2 separate regions of the Rattus norvegicus genome follow, and region 2 is linked to region 1. Evidence: chromatin contacts called from public Hi-C data. All regions are on one chromosome and are shown on one strand. The core of a region is the stretch at or near the end of the contact, and the rest is flanking DNA. Distances in the headings are between cores, read along the strand shown. Region 1 holds the start of Dusp6 (dual specificity phosphatase 6). Region 2 has its middle 96 kb from the start of Dusp6.

Evidence for each region. Hi-C and Micro-C count contacts between places; a contact is called where the count stands out from the background.
Region 2: a contact with region 1 is called in a Hi-C map of liver, with 5 times the contacts expected there. The contact joins the enhancer-like site here to the promoter of Dusp6 in region 1. A contact is called at or near these places in 4 of 12 Hi-C or Micro-C datasets (hepatocytes, kidney and liver).

Annotation. Positions count from the first base shown.
Region 1 is chr7:35,978,179-35,980,878 of GRCr8, reverse strand. Dusp6 (dual specificity phosphatase 6) reads right to left here and starts at 1,275. Exons shown (of 3, transcript NM_053883.3): 1 at 443-1,275. The coding sequence starts at 842.
Region 2 is chr7:36,074,550-36,077,249 of GRCr8, reverse strand. No RefSeq gene overlaps it. Among named protein-coding and RNA genes, the nearest start is that of Dusp6, 96 kb to the right of the region's middle. Within about 2 kb of position 1,284, at least 8 of the 93 cell types and tissues checked have an H3K27ac peak or open chromatin away from gene starts, as enhancers often do. A contact at or near this core is called in hepatocytes and liver, where this site is marked.

The sequences.
Region 1 (2,700 bases), core at 26-2,525:
TAACCTGAGAAGCTGTAGTAATTTTCAGCTTGTGAGAGGCACAGGAGGTGCAGGAGACACTACGGTCAGGCGACCTATGAACCCCACTGCAGTAGTAAAAACACACTTCAATGTGCATCTTTAAGAATACAACCATCTGCCTACCCAGGGAGCGTTTATTCTTCTGATTCCGGAAATGCACAAAATTACTTAGTATTTCGAGGAGCTAGGAGGTGTCAAGCTGCACCCTGAACTACATTTCCAGCTCTTCTGAATCTTAAGTCTAAACCAACCCAGAAGAAAGCGAGAGGAAGGTGGAGGTGCCGGATTATAAAGAACCCTTAAAAAAGAAGCTACCACGCTGGCCCAGCTCCCTTAAGCGCAATGCGAGAGGCGATCGCTACCTCGCCCGCAGTTCCCCAGCCTGCAGCCCTAGCTCCGAGCGCCGGGGCGCACAACATACCTTCAAGGTAGAACGCCCGGCAGCCCTCGTCTTTGAGTTTCTTGAGCAGCAGCCCGAGGACCGACTCTCCACCTGTGTTCTCATTCCAGTCGCTGCTGTTCTCGTCGTAGAGCACCACGGTGTCGGTGCCGCAGCGCCTGGTAAAGCGGTCCCGGTCCTCGCAGCGCGTGAATAGCGCGCGCACCGGCAGGTTGCCCTTCTGCAGACGCCGCAGCATGATGCCCGGGATGGCCACGTTGATGGCAGATTCGATGTGCGACGACTCGTACAGCTCCTGCGGTCGGCAGTCCATCAGCAGCAGCTGTTCGTTGCCCAGCTCCAGCTGCTCGTTGAGCCACGCCACCGTCTTGCTGATCGCCATTTCCGACGCGAAGGGCACGGGTCTGAGCGTATCTATCATGGGGGTCGAGCTGCAGGAGAAGGCGGGGTGCCTAGCAGACGCCCCTCGAGGCAGGCATAGGCCAAGCACGCCGTGAGAAGCTCCGGCTCTCGGAGCCGGGTTTGATTCGGCCTTTCCCAAGCCGAAGCTAGCGGTTAGGGAAGGCGACAGAAGCCAAGCCGGTGGTCCCTCTGCACCAGATCACTCTCAGAGTCAATGAATCTCTCTGAATGAAAGTGCCCAGTTTTGTTCCTACCCAGTGAATGAAATCCAATTAATTCGGACTCCGTGCCACTGAGAGGAGAAAAAGGAAAAAAGAAAAAAGTCTAGCAGCTCCTAATCCCTCTGAGGCTGCACCTCAGATCCAACCCCGTGTTTCTCGCCGGATTATTCAAGACTGGGTTTGCTCGCAGTCCCTAGGACTCCGCGAGAGCACACCCCCTGTGCCAGGCAGCTCCTCAATGGATACAAACAGCCAGCGTCTCAATGGATACATTCTCTCGGCCAGCCAATGAGCGCGCTGCGGAAGGGGCTGTTGCCGTGGGGACGGGCCGGCTGGAACAGGTTGTGTTGATGAATTGTTAATGAGTTTGTCATTCACAAAAACGGAAAGGAATTTCCGCTCCGGATAAGCCCCAGTGCAAACAAGCTGCAACTGCGGGCTCGGCGGGAGGAAGGAGAAAGAAGAGGAGGCGGCGGTGGAGGAGGAGCAGGGCACATAAACCAGGGCACTAAAGTTGTCTCGTGTTTCCTTCTGTTGAGAGTTCACACTTCGCGTCTAACTCTTGCGCACCAGTAGTGCAATTAGCAAGCACAAAAGCCCTTATTCGCTACTCTTACTATCTCAAGTTAGCCTTAATAAAACGTGAGGGTCCCCCACCCCTTTTTTTATTCCCTTTAACGCTAGATCCTAGCCCGCTCCTTCTCCCTCACCACCACCCCGGTCCTCCTTTAGATCGTGTGTGGCATTTGTTTGGCTCTTTTAAAAGTCTAGTTCTGTTTGTTCTGAAGTCCTTTTAGCCGAGGCTGTGTTGGGGCTGGTGAACTGCCTGGGCTTTAGCGACCCAACGAAGTGTTAAATGCTAATCCAACATCTCTAGAAACAAACTAGTGTTTTGTTGAAACATTTTAAAGCAGCTAAGCAAACAAGCGTTTGGTTGTCCAGAAAACCAGAAGCACCCCAATCCCGAGTTTTCTCAACTTTCGGGGGGGGGGGCGAGCAGGAAAAACCTTGTCAGCTAGCCCTACACTTTTCTTATGCTCCGGTGGGGTGGAGGCATTCTGAGCCATTGCTCCGGAGATCTTGCTCCCCACCCCCACCGGTCACCCATCGAGCCTGGAGAGACGAGCTCCTTTAACGATTTGGGGTCAGAAGCAGAGTTTGGCTTCTAAGAGGAACCGGTCTGGCAAGGCAGCCTAGGTTAGGCGCCTGGGACACCGGGCCTCACCAACGCTCCCTGCAACCCGGAGACGTGGGGGGAGTCCTCCGCAAGACCTTTAAGCCTGAGGGAACTGGCTACTGTGGGCAGCGAGGCCAGTCCCCTAACCTTTCTCGGCTGCAGCGGTTCCCGAGCTCCGCATGGAGCACTCTAGCAACTCCAAACGCGCTTGCGCGCTGCGCTTTGGCCGCAGCACCGCTGCTCTGGGGAGGGGGAGGGGGAGGACACGCGGCGACCCCGTGATCGAATGTAAGGCCGTCACGGAACTGTCCCCTAGGGAGAGACCTAGAGTCGGAAAGAAGCCAGAGATGTCCCTGTCTGGACCCCTTGGTTTCCGAGTTAGGATTTGGGAGTCTCATGGGCACCACACGCAGGCAATTTAGGACGGAGGCGGCGCGGCACCGGAGCCGGATGGAGGCGTGGCCGGCGGGGGCCGCGAC
Region 2 (2,700 bases), core at 35-2,534, 96 kb before region 1:
TCTTTTTTGAAAATTAATCAGAAATTATCAGTTTGGTGTGGTGGTACACTCCCCTTTAATCCCAGTACTCAGGGGGCAGAGGCATGCAGATCTCTGAGTTCCAGGCTAGCCTGGTCTACAAAGCAAGTTCCAGGACAACCAAGACTATTACACAGAGAAACTCTGTCTTATGGGAAAAAAATTAACCAGAGAGTTATTGCGTAAGGGCTGTTGTGATCTTTGGTTTCCAAATTAGATACACACAGATAGGCGTCATGGCAGAAGAAAACAGGGCTGGGTAGATTCACAAATTGTCTTCATGATTACAGTTGCCAAGGTTGAATGTTAGTTTGTTTATGAAATATTGTGTGTCACCATGACGTGCCACTTTAGAAGGGCAATCAGAAACATAGAAGTTACTAGTTCTAACTTAGTATAATAAAAATCCACTCCTGAATCTCAGAGGAAAGGATAAGCAGATGAATGTAAGGTGTCTTCTTGAATAGTTAGAGACATGGACAGCATTTCAAATATTATGACAGTGAAAATTTTAAAAAGAAGGGAATAGAAACATTTCTGTTGTGGTATTATAGATTTTAAAGTACATATGAGAGAATACACACATACATAGCAGGGAAGAAAAAATTTAAAATGATACATTACTTACTTTAAAATAACTGAGAGATAGGATTTAGATGTATTTACTACAAATGATAGACATTTAAGGTGGTAGATATATGAATAGCCTGAGTTCAAATTCCTCTATATATACACATGTAAAACACCATACTTTATCATGTATATCTATAGATCTTATATCAATAAAAAAATACTAAGAAGAGGTTTCTACTAAAGCAGAACAGATATTAGGTAGATATTGAGAGAGGTCCTAAATATTTAGGGAGCATGTCTTATATGGAAACTAGATACCATATAAAACTATTGATTTACAAAGACTTAGGTTCTGGCAGGCACAAAAAGAGGTACTTACAAAGTCTATAATTTTATTTAGTATTGAAAGGAATGATCTAGAAGGGTAACCTATGCTCTATAATTGTCCATATACATTATGATTTTTCAAAGTAAAAATGTAAAAATAAAAAGGAAATGCCGGTTGACATAGAGTGCTGTCCTTCCATGAGTAGGCCTTGTTTATGACGAGCTATGACCGGAAGCGTTGCACAAGAGTGCATCTCTGATAGACGTGTGCGTGGGTTCCATGTCAAGTTGCTGTTTAAACCCTGCCTCTCAACCTTTCATCTCAGGGCCTGTATCCAACCCCTTTATTTGTTAGCCTGATAGAACTCTCAGCCTACAGCTTACCTTTCTGGGTACTGAGCCACTAAACACTTGCTCAGCTACTATGCTACTATTCAGCTGTTTCACCATCTCACGGGAGGGATCTGACTTATAGACAACTATAGTTGTGACAAAGCTGACCATTTAATGTCAGCCTCACTATCGTAATGCTGAGACTTCTTCAGAACTCTGCAAAGCCACAAAACCTAACCATCAAATAAACCACATTTTTAATATGAAGGAATTATTTCTGATCCATTTGCCAAGGAGCTATATCACAAATAACTCTTGCACTGCTATAGTACTATATATAATATAAATATATACTATAGTATATATTTAATAAGTCCTTGGCATTTCCAGTGCCTTTAAAGAAAACATAAGGATATTTCCAGAGTATTAGTTCAGAAGACTTTTATTTTATTTTATCTTTTACTGTTGGGGATGGTGAGGATGTTGATTATAGTGATGATAATGTTCCTTAATTATATATAGATAGTCATTTTACCCCACCCAGAAAATACTTTCTTTAATAACGGTGACATTTTGAAAAAAAAAGGGAATTTTGTTAGACTATTTTTATGTCTATAGACTTTGTATTTCACAGTGACAGAAAGCTTTTGTGTAAGGTTGATTTCCAAAAGAAAATAGGTCAATACTTTACCCTATATAAGTCATTGAAAATGTTAGCAATGATCTAAAAGAAGTTCATCAAATTGCTGTTTTTGAATAGTTTATGTGCATATGAAAAGAAAGCAGACATATCAAAGAGCCCGCTTCAAGCATCTCATTATTAGGTGGTTTAGTGCTATTATATTCGTCGATTAAGGCATATTACAAACAACTGACCTTTCACCCAATCATTAGCAAAGCACTGGGTGAGATTTTACTACATCGGGGCCTCTAGGTTCACAGGTCACAAACACTGAGAATGGAAGTGATCTGACCTTGAGGGAATCATAAAAAAATTTTTTTTAATTTTTAAATAAAAAAAAAAGGCTTTGTTAAATGGATGCCCAGAAAAAGGAAAGAAAATTGAGACAAGTCTTTCCCAGGGTCTCTTCCTACACCCTCTGTTTCTAGCTGCACAGAAATGGCAAAGGCTGCTCATCCTTGTGTTCTTGGAAGAACTGGGAAGACATTTGAATGATAGACATTCCCAAGGGATGCATGGGTTGTTGGCTTTGAAATGGCATAATCACTCCTCCCGAGAACTGAATGACAACTTTTTGTTCATCTGTTGAACTTTAGTTACCATAAAAATAACCTGTTTCCACATGTCCTTAACTCATGCTTGTTGACAGTAGCAGATGACTCATTGAGAAATGAATTTCGGCAGCTTCCGGATTGCCTGGTGGATTTTTATGACTGCCTTTTTACAGGGTCAAGGATCAGCCATGTGTAACCCGTTGGGGCCATTAC